3 separate regions of the Anser cygnoides genome follow, and all the other regions are linked to region 2. The links are chromatin contacts, called in public Hi-C maps. All regions are on one chromosome and are shown on one strand. The core of a region is the stretch at or near the end of the contact, and the rest is flanking DNA. Distances in the headings are between cores, read along the strand shown.

The links. Hi-C and Micro-C count contacts between places; a contact is called where the count stands out from the background.
Region 1: a contact with region 2 is called in a Hi-C map of liver, with 10 times the contacts expected there. The contact joins the promoter of IL6ST here to the promoter of SLC38A9 in region 2. A contact is called at or near these places in 2 of 7 Hi-C or Micro-C datasets (both in liver).
Region 3: a contact with region 2 is called in a Hi-C map of liver, with 12 times the contacts expected there. The contact joins the promoter of DHX29 here to the promoter of SLC38A9 in region 2. A contact is called at or near these places in 2 of 7 Hi-C or Micro-C datasets (both in liver).

The regions. Positions count from the first base shown.
Region 1 is chrZ:72,562,448-72,565,976 of Taihu_goose_T2T_genome, forward strand. It overlaps IL6ST (interleukin 6 cytokine family signal transducer), which reads right to left and starts at 1,790. Exons shown (of 16, transcript XM_066988860.1): 1 at 1,646-1,790. LOC106035612 (a long non-coding RNA gene) reads left to right here and starts at 1,873. Exons shown (of 5, transcript XR_010827941.1): 1 at 1,873-3,099.
Region 2 is chrZ:72,426,688-72,430,257 of Taihu_goose_T2T_genome, forward strand. SLC38A9 (solute carrier family 38 member 9) reads right to left here and starts at 1,728. Exons shown (of 15, transcript XM_066987986.1): 1 at 1,573-1,728.
Region 3 is chrZ:72,249,415-72,252,931 of Taihu_goose_T2T_genome, forward strand. DHX29 (DExH-box helicase 29) reads right to left here and starts at 2,072. Exons shown (of 27, transcript XM_048049427.2): 1 at 1,883-2,072; 2 at 521-600. The coding sequence starts at 2,072. It overlaps MTREX (Mtr4 exosome RNA helicase), which reads left to right and starts at 2,028. Exons shown (of 27, transcript XM_066988915.1): 1 at 2,028-2,281; 2 at 2,528-2,659. The coding sequence starts at 2,028.

The DNA.
Region 1 (3,529 bases), core at 540-3,039, 140 kb after region 2:
CAGACCCAATATCGACCTGTGGCATCCAACCAACCTTTGTAGCACTGACACTACCCTCTGGGCTGGCTGTTCTGCCGGTTTTTAACCCACCTCACTGTCCGCCCATCCAGCCCATACAACAGCTTGCCTATATGGATCTTATGGGGTCAGTGCCAAAGGTCACAGTGAAGTGAAGGTCCACGTTTCCCCTAGTCTTCCTTTTGTCACCAATGTACTTACAGAAGCCTTTAGCCTCTATAAGCCCTGTCCTGACATCCCTGGCCAGACTCAATTCTGTTTGAGCTTTAGCTTTCCTAACCCAACACCCTGATGCTTAAACAATGTCTCCATATTCCTCCCAGGTTCCCCATCCTTTCTTCCACTCTCTGTATGCCTCCTTACAATGTTTGAATTTTGCCAGGAACTCCTTGTTAATCCACACAGGCCTCCTGGCATTTTTGCTTGACTTCCTCTTTATTGGAATACACTGCTCTTAAGCTTGGAGAAGGTGATCCTTGAGTATTAATCAGCCTTCTCGGGCCCCTCTTCCCTCCAGTGCCTTTTCCAAAGGCATTTTTCCATGCAGATCCTTAAAGAGGCCCAAGTCTGCCCTCCTGAAGTCCAGGTGGGGAGGTTGATTTCCACCCTCCTTCCTGACCCAGGGATCTTGAATTCACCATCTCATGGGCACTGCGGCCAAGGCTGCCTTTGACCTTCACATTCCCAACAGGCTCCTCACTGCTGAGGAGTACGAGGTCCATAGAGCACTTCTCCTCCTTGGCTCCTCTAGCACTTGGAGAAAGAGGTTACCATCACCAACAAGAAATCCAGGAGGTTCGTGGAGTGTATGTCCTCCTGTGCTCTCCCTCTCTCACTTTCCTATTGCAATATACCAACACTCAAATTATTAAGCTGGTTAAATTCAGAAATCACTCGCTTTCAGCAGATGATACCTTTTATATTTCATTATTCCTCAGCAAGCAACAGCGTTTAGGAAGAGAAGCGTAACTACTTTTACGTCCTATAAGGGCAGAGAGGATTAAAAAAAAAAAAATTCTTCGCTTCCCAACGCGTCTGACCTCTTCACTTTGCAGACCTTTATTTTTCCCCCTCCCCGGCGACAAAACCACAGCGCCACATCATTCCCCCAGCAGGTTGCTCTTCCAGAGAGACCTCAGCAGCAGCAAGCAGCCACCCAGACAGCCTGGAACACGGATCTCGCCCAGAGAGGCTGCGCAGTCTCCTTCTACGGGTCCCCGCGGCGATGCCCCGGGGGGGGAGGCGGGGGTGTCCCTGAGGCGGCCCCCGGGGGGTCCCTCCCAGCCTCGCCCGCTCCGTGACGGGACGAACCCCTCTCCCGGCCGCCGCCAGCCCGCCTGCCGAGCCGCTCTCCTTTGTGCCTCCCTCCCACCCCCCCAACCAGCCGGGCACGCCGCTCCCGCAGAGCAGACCCTCCGCGGGGCCCGGCGGCGGGCTGCGGGCGCTGTGCCCCCCGTGCCCCCCTCACCCCGCCGTTCCCCGTCCCCACAACAGCCGCGCCGCGCCGCACCGCACCACACCCCCACGGCGGCGCCTCAGCCCGGAGCCTCGCCCGGCCGCCCCCGCGGCGCGGCCCCGGTGTGTGGGTGCCCGCTCCTCCTCCCCCCCCCCCCCGCCCAGCCGTTACCTGCCGCCGGCCGCCGCCGCCCCGCCGCGCGCCCCTAAATAACGGCCCGGCCGCGCGCCGGCATCGCCCCGCCGCCCGTTACGCGGCGCGAGCGCGGCCCCGCCGCCCGTTACGCTGCGCTCGCGCGCGCGCGCGCCCCCGCCCCTCCCCGGCGCGCGCCGCCATTGGCGCGGGGGGCGCGTGACGCCGCGGGGAGGGAGGGGGGAGGGGGGGGGGTGGGGGGGGGACAAGGGGGCGGAGCTTCCCGTAACGCGCCCGCCGCTGCCAGGAGCCCGGGAAGGGCGGAGGGGAGGGGGGGGCTGTGAGGGGCGGGCGCCGCTGAGGGGCGTCCCGAGGGGCCGCGGGCACCCAGCCGGGCACGGGGAGCCCGTGGGTCGGTGAAGGTCCCCGTAAACGGTGCGGGCGGCTGCTTGGGGTGGTTGGAAGAGGTCCTCCGGCCGGTGTGGGGCCGGGGAGCGTCGGGGTGACCCCGGGGATTTTCCTCAGGTCGGCGGATCCAAAAATGGCTCCCGTCAGCGGGGCGGGCGGGGGCTGCGGGCTGCCCTCCCGAGCCCGGGTCATTCTTCTCCCCTTCCAAAGCGAGAAAAAAAGACATTTAAATGCCGCAGCCACGATTTTCAGTGCCACAGCCACAACTTTACGCCTTGCCGAGAGCCTCAAACTAAGCCATTTCTACCCAGGAGCGTACCAGACGTCCATGATGCATGCCAGAGCTCCTTCTCGCCACACGGCTCTAGCCTTGTGCCTGTGTATTTCTTCGACAACTTTTGGGCCTGAGTGGATTATAATACGCTTTTAGTCACGTCGTTCGGGGAGTATGCGGATTGGCCTGACAAGTAGGGTAACTACAGCAATACCTTGTCTCAAATGCTGGCTGGCATGAGCTGCTAATGAGAAAAGATTAAGAACTTTGAGGAAGGATAGCGGGAGATAACCTTTTTCTGACGTGTTCACATGTTCTCACAGGTTGAAACTTTAAACAGATTTAATACCGGTCTTAGTTTTATGTTCTGAAATGGTTTACTACCCTCAGCAGGAACATCACTGTTATTAACGCTGTGGCTGTTGTACATTTCATATGCAGCAGAAAGTAAAGCTGGAAGGGCGCTCAAGGGGTCATTTAGCTCCTCCACCTTTCCTCAAGACAAAATCAGCTATCCTTAAGTCATTTCTGATAGGTACTTATGTAACCCGCAGTTTAAACTGATTACTTCACCTCCCTATCCGCAGCTGGCACACTTTCTAGCAACCTCATATACCTGTAGTGTCGCTGTTTCTCCCGTTGGTTGTCTTTGCACTTAACCGAATTTCCATCTCCTCATGCAGGCTTTTGGGTGTTCATACCCTTCCTAAAGTATCAGGACAAGTGACCTCTGCGCAACGTTGCACAGTTTGTTCATTATGAAGAAAAGTACTTCGGCGTTAAGATTTGTCACTTTCTGCTTTCTCTTCAGGTTGTGGTTCCAGATGTGTTTGTGCTTGTGGTGATGTGAGAATCATGTGTAATTAGTAGGCGTTCTGTATTAGTATCTTTGTAGATATTTAAATTAGTATCTTTATGGATATCCCTGCCTCAGAATACTCCAAAAATAAAATAAAACAAATAAGTCTATGTTTGGCAATGAAAGGTTAAGTGGAAACAGACTCAAATTAGAAGGACAGCAATAATACTGTATTTTTTTCTTTCTTGTTCCAGCATATCCTCTGTCCTGTAAGATCATTACAGTTCTGCTGGTAAATAGACTTTCCAGGAGTAGAGGCTCAAGTCTCCCCTTTTCCCCTAGCCAACAGAAAGCCTCTTGTGACATTCCCATTCCGAAATCTGATAGCCTGAAGCAACTCTTGATTTATTTCCAGAACTTGTAGAACAACACCCCCCACACA
Region 2 (3,570 bases), core at 478-2,977:
GTTATCCTAGTCATCCCACAAGCACAGACTGTGCTTTGCTGGTTTGTAGGACTGCTGTTCACCAAAGAACTCTTCATGGAGGTCAGGTGGAAGAAGGCAGAGAGGGGAACTACTATCACAGCCTCCAGGGTGCCATCAGGGGTGCCAGCGCAGCTGGAAATACTGGCAAAACAGCATCTGCAGCTCTGAGAGCTATTTATCCAACAGCTCCACGTCAATAAAGGTGAAGTTGCTACACAGATGCTAGCACTGGTTCTGCAACAGTTTCTTTGTGTAGAAAGGAGACCCAATGGACAAGCCATCACAAACAAAGCCTTAATTCTTAATTTGGAAGTCATGCATCTTAAATTATCAGAGACTTAAATCAACTTTAACTTGTTATTTTTTAACTTGCTTAATTACAACTAAAGCCTTACAGAAGCAATTTTGCCACCAAAAACTGTTCTTATGGTTATGCACAGCAGTAGTTTCCTTTGCTTTGAGATATCTAGTGGTTCCTTTAAGTATAGCTCCCTGACAACTAGATTTCACAAATCAAACTGTGACAAGTTAACCTGTTTCATGCTTATTTAAAGCCATTACTCTTATAACCCCACCTCACAATCATGATTTAAATACTACAATCCACTAATACAAGTATTTACTTCAAATAAGGAAAATGACTTTTAAAAGTTCTACTTGGCGTGACATGGTCTTCTCTTAAATTCTGAACTGATGAATGGATGAATAAAGGTCATGGCACAAATCTAAAGTAAACTGCAGGCTATGCACATAGAAACTGTGAGAAATAAGCACGTTGTACAGCGAAAAACAGGAACTTCAAAGTTATACAGAAGAGTTTCTTGGTTCCTTTTCTGGGGCAATAGGCCCTAGCTTGAAAGGGACTGAAGAATGCTATACTGCTTCTAAGACTATTAGCATACACTCAGAGCCCCTTAAAACTGGCACAGCTTGCCACAAGTTAGCTTGTCCATACTCTCCTAGATCTGTATTGGTTGAAGATGATTAAAATGCATAACAAGTGTAAATTAATAACTGCTTTGGTAAAAAGCACTCTTGTCGATACAAACTGTACTGTTGTTGACCTCCTGCGTACCTTGGGCAGAACCACTGACAGATGATACCTACGTAAAATTAAAAAGAAATGGAACGATAACTTGTCTTCAACAATTAAAGCCTTTGTTACTTGCATATAGGTGTTTGCGTGAATTCTAAAGACACAGGTATAGGAATGCAAACAACGTTAGCGCCTTCGTCCTTGATCTACGTTTTTCCCACCACCCTTTAAAAGGGACGGGGGCCCACGGGCTCGTTAGGGCTGATTTAAGCTTTTCCAGGATTTACGAATCCCCCCAGAGGCCTCCATGCCCACCACAACGCCCGCTGCTCGGTTACGTTTCTCCTCCGCGGGCTTCGCGCTGGAGCCGGGCCGCGGCCGGGCGGCTCCCCCGCGACCCCCACGCCGCCCGCCCTCCTCCCGGCACACCGGGCACGCCGGGCCGCGGCTCTCGGCCGGCCGGCACCCGCCGCTCCCGCTCTCCCGACGGCCCCGGCTCGGCGCCGCTCCCCTACCTGCGGCGGCGGCGCTCCGCGGCGGGCAGCGGGCCGGGCCGGGCCGGGCCGGAGGCGGGCTGAGCCTCCCGGCGTGCCGGGCCGCGCAGTTCCGCAGGCGGGCCCGCGGCGGAGCCGCCCGAGCGCGGCCGGGAGGAGGGAGCGGGGCGGTGCCGGCAGCGGGGCGGCGCTGGCAGATCCCCGCCGGCTGGCGGCGGTGCCGGCCGGGGAGCGGCAGCAGCGCGCCGGGTCCGGCTGCGAGCGCCCTGCGGGGTGGCGGCCCCGTGGCTGCCCCTCCTGGGCAAAGGCAGCGCCGTGGCTGCTACCCGAGCGCCTCTGCCCGCAGCAGGCCTGCCGCTGCCGTTGGGGACACGTGCTGTGTGTAACTAAACGTGTCCTGCGCCTGGCTGCCTTCTCGGGTAAGCGAGGTATGGATGCACGTGCAGGTACCAAACAGCCCTGAAAAAAAGAATTGGACTTGTTAGTGACAATTGGTCAGGTGTCCATTGCTAGGGTAGTCCCAAAGCTGGGAGAAAAACGAGGAAACCTTGAAGAAAATAGGGAGGCTGATAGCTTGTGTAGTCTTTTAATTCACAGAACCATCGAATCATCTAGGTTGGAAGAGACCTCCAAGATCACCAAGTCCAGCCTCTGACCTAACACTAACAAGTCCTACACTAAATCAGTTGGAAAATAAGGAAACAGAGAGACAGGTACATTTAATACTGATTCAAAACACAATGGTTATATATAATATAGCACTAGTGCTCATAGAAATTCACTGTTCTGAAGGGAAGAAAATAACTGTCCCAGCTGCAAAGGGGTAAAGAGTCAGGAGCTTCAGTTTTCCTCCAGAGCAGGGAACAGAAATAATTCTGCTGCTTCTCCACTACAAAACACCATTTTGCACTATGAGGGATTTACTGTGGTACAGCAGATCCGTAATAGGGCAGGTCTGAACTACATTGGCAAATCACACAATGGTTTCTGGAAAATGGAATCAAAGTGTCTTGCAGGAGAGATGCCTTGTGCCTGGATTTACCAGAGCCTTTTATGCTTGGCAATCAAACACACCTACGTGAGGCTATCATTGTTTTAAAATCCCTTTGTTGTTGTTGCTCCTAGTTAAATCAAGTTGGGAATATGTCCTTTTCATAGTTCAGACACTGGTTAAAGTAAAACTGTAGGGATTTTTATAGCTCACGGTAAGGGAAACTGCTGAATTGCATTGCATGTAAGGAAGACAGCAGAGATAGCTTCCCCACGTGAGAAAGATATTTCAAAACAAGCTAGACACCAGTCCCAGCCTGTACTCCTTCCTCAAGCACAGCCCAAGACAGATTGCATGGCTAAGCAGCAGGACTATTCCTGTGAGAAAACTGCTGCATAATCTGAATTTCAGACCGCAGGAGGAAATGAGGCAGCAGAGACTACCACCACCCATCATCGCCCTGAAATTCGGCTGCATGCATGCAAGCTGAGTCAGACCAAAACTTCTACTGTGTGTAATGCAGAAAACTCACTGTCATCTTTTGCACCTGAGCCACCCTTAGAATGCACCTTCTGGATATTTGAAGATTTTGGTCAGGGAGTCAGGAAGTCCAGGCTCCTGATGCACTTGAGTCTGAAATGCAATGCGAACACTGCATGCTGGCACTATGAAGTGAATAAAACTAAAACACACAGAAGCAGAGATGTAACTTTTCCAGCATGCGAGAAGCTAGTCTTACTCTTGCAAGGCTGCCTACTATGTCCTGTGCTATGAAAGACTTAGATAGTTATAACCATAGAAGATACATGGTTGCATTCTTGGTCATTAATTAGTCATTGAGTTATGCTAGGAAAAATGTTTTATTGCAACAATTGATTTGCCAGCAAGCAAGCCTAAGAGAAGTGTAGTGACTCCCCTGCCCCCTCATAAAAAATGCTGCCAACAGCTGACTTTACAGAAGTGCATTCCATAACTGCCTTGCAGTATTTGTGTTAGGGCTATCTGTTCTGGTGACACATAACCTTCTG
Region 3 (3,517 bases), core at 822-3,321, 180 kb before region 2:
TAATGTAAGGAAAAAGTAATTTAAAAAAATAATTTACTGGAAAGAACAAGGCCTCTCTTCTCAGCTCACTAATCTAAAATAATTTGATCATTAAGACAATCCTGTGAGACTCTCCTTCTTATCTGGATTAGGAAAAAAAATCCAGACAAAATTTTAGTATTCTTAACATCTCTAAAACATGGATGAAGCTTTAGTTGTCACTGAGAGTGCCATGTAAAATCTGTATTCTTCCTCTGACATGAAGAAATACATACGTGCACAACAGAAGCCCAAACACTGCTCTTCACAGCCCTGCATGTAATGTATAATTTGTTACTTAAAAACAGATGTTCCACCCTACTGCTTTATCCCATTTCTCAAAGCACACTCAGAACCCCAAACAGCTCAAGCTCAAGAGACAAGGTCTAACACATGAACGTAGTTCATAGGTGTAACGTAACACATATAGCTGAAGAAATATTTACTCAGGTAAAAGAGTATCATGAATCACAACGTTCTTTTACCTAAAGAAGATACTCACCTTAAGAACAGACTTATCTAGATTTGCAGCAGCAGCAGCACTGGAATCTACTGGTGAACTAAAACTGTAAGTTTTTGGACCTGCAAATTGCAAACAACCATCAATTACATACGCAGAGTGCAGAGAACACTCTTTATGGTTTTTAAAGCAGATCCAACATGAGGCAAGTATTACACCAATATGCCAGTAACATGCATACACGTAAGAACAATAAGAACACTAAATGGTGTGGAAAGGCCATTTACCAATGAGTGGTAAAGAAACGAATGACTCAGGAGACAAAATATAAAATCCTGAGTGGCACAATGAGGAAAAATGATTGACAGACTACTATCCATACAAGAGCAGGGAATAATACTCCCCAAACAGGGAAGCTAATGGCAAGTTCAAAGCAAGCAAGAGTGATGGTTTGTTTGTTTTAATTACAAAATGCACAGCTCCATAGCACAGCTCTGCCACTGAAGCTGTGGGTATAGGACATTTGTCTAAGCCCAAGAGGAAGCAGGATGGTTTTGCACAATGAAATCTTTTTTTTTTTTTTTTTGGAAGGATATTGAATAGAAATACTACATGGCTCAGCAAGTCCTTTAGCCACAACTGGAGAAGGATGTACTCTCTGAAAGTATCACTGCATGTCTGGTCTGTCCCCACCTGGGTACCTGCATTTGGACCCAGTCTAGGGGAAGGTACTGGGTTACACAGGTCTGTGGTCTAACCTGCTACAGTCGTTCTTACTTTTCATTTAGCAGCTGTTAGTGGAAAAATATCTGTTCACAATGCTACTTATCATCACTGAAATTGTTTAGCTTCTCACAACAGCCAGCTTGATTCTAGATGCTGTTCCTTTTGAGAATGCAAGCGCTGTTCTTGGTATGGTGCAGACAGAAAGGAGCTGAGCAGCCTCGGAGCTTTCAGCAGCCTGCCAGACCGCACGGCACTCCGGAGAGGGAAGCAGGGTGCTCCTTGAGGTGCTGCTGCCCCCCAGCTCCTCAGCAGGACGACTCACCCGTGCTGGACAGCTTCTGTAAATAACTAAGTACTGTGGTGTTGGAGGTGCGGGAGACATGGAAACACAGGTATCAGAGCCCAGATTTGGAAAAGCATAGTTAAGTGGCTCAGAAGTTTAAAATACGGGGCGAGGGACTGCAGGACTTCATGTTAACAAGCTGGGATATGGGATGGCCTGACCCGACCGCTGCCCAGCTCGCCTACAGCCCGCCGCACCGGCTGGCGTTACAGGCAGCCCAGCCTCCCCGGACACCTCCGGGCCCCGCCGCTCACCCAGCCCCGCTCAACTCCGTGTTTCTCCCTGAAACCCACACCTCGTTACGACCCCCAGCCCCAAAACCCGCTCCGCCTCACCTTGCTTGACGCGAGGCTCCTTGCAGGCGGGCGGCGGCCGCGGGGCCGCTCGGCCGCCCGACGCCTCAGCGGCAGCGGCAGCACCGGCCTCGGCGGCGGCCCGCGCCCGGGCGGCGGCGGTGGCGGCGGCGGCGGTGGAGGCGGCATGGGCCGAGCCCCCAGCGCGGTGCTTCTTGTTGCGGCCGCCCATGGCGCTCCGTGCCCGCAGCGGATCCGGAACCGGCCGAGGCCCGGGGGCAGGCAGGAAGGGAAAGGGACGGGCGCGGGGCGGGGCGGAGCGGAGCGGAGCGGGGGGAAGATGGCGGACGCGTTCGGGGACGAGCTCTTCAGCGTGTTCGAGGCGGAGCCGGCCGCCGCCAAGAGCAAGGCGGCCGCCGCCGAGGCCGCCAGGAGGACGGGGTGAGCGGGGCCGGAGGGGGGCGGCGGGGGTCGCTGGGCACCCCCGGAGCGGGGCGGCGGTGCTGCTCCGGCCCCAACGCCGGGCACCCCGCGGGGCACGGGGCGGCCGGGAGGTGACTTGGAAACGCGTGGTGGCTCCTCGGGGGGGGGCTTCCCGGGGCGGCGGGGCGGACACCGGCTGGTTTTGTGGAAATGTGCTCGTAAAAGGCAGGCCTGAGGGTGCTCTGTGTGTGTGTGTGTTCGCAGAAAGCGATCGGAGGAGGCGCCGTCAGGGGCTGCGCCAGGGAAGGCCAAAAGGGAAGCCGAGGTCAATAGTACAGAAGATGCGGTTTCAGGAAAGAAACCAAAATTGGAAGACGTTGTATCAGAAGACACAAAGTAAGTATGCAGCCTGCTGTGTGAGGGAATTATAGCCGGGTGTACTTGTTAGCTGAACAACACCCGTGAATAGTCAGCGTATGTAGCCTCGCAGTGTTTTTGTGTGAAGGTGGATTTGCCTATTCGTTTTTTATTAACTTTACTTATGTGAGGATGTGCTAGTAGTACAGCTTCACCAGTGATGAGCACTGGAGGGGTTTAAAATAATATTGCAAAGCAGTAGTTAACCATTATGCAACGTTTGTGTGTTGTTACTGCACGTGGATCAGGGGCTGTTGGTCGAAGGCGTTGTGCTTGTTTCAGGCCTGTGGCAAGCAGTAAGCAGTGAGGAGGCAGGCCTCCTTCCACCTCACTGGAAGACATAATCAGCTTCGGATACAGGAATATGAACTTGACGAGAGGGACAGAAAAAAAGACTTTTGAGGCGTGTAAGATTATAATTGCAGGACGTATTTGTGATAGAAGTGTAGACGTTCTTTTAAATTTGAACACAAATGGCAGGTACCTGACATGGAGAAGAGGGAAAGCTTGGACATGTTGAAAGCTGGGGAGATGAGGCAACCGAAGGGTAGCTAGAGTGCCATTTTTGTGCCTTAGGATCTGTGCGCCTGTCTGTTTTCTTTCTAGAACCTCCTGACAGGTATTATGAGGGTTGTGAAAAAATAGATTGAAGGGACAGTGCAGGAACTTTGTCAGCGTAGTCTGTCTTAAGAGATTGTTGGGAACTTGGACGTTGCTGTTGGTTCAGAAACAATTAGATAAGTTCATGGAATAAAACTTCATGCGGAACTACCAAATACAGATGTGTACCTCCTAGTTCAAGATGTAGAAGACTCAACTACAGAAGTAAAAAGTGTG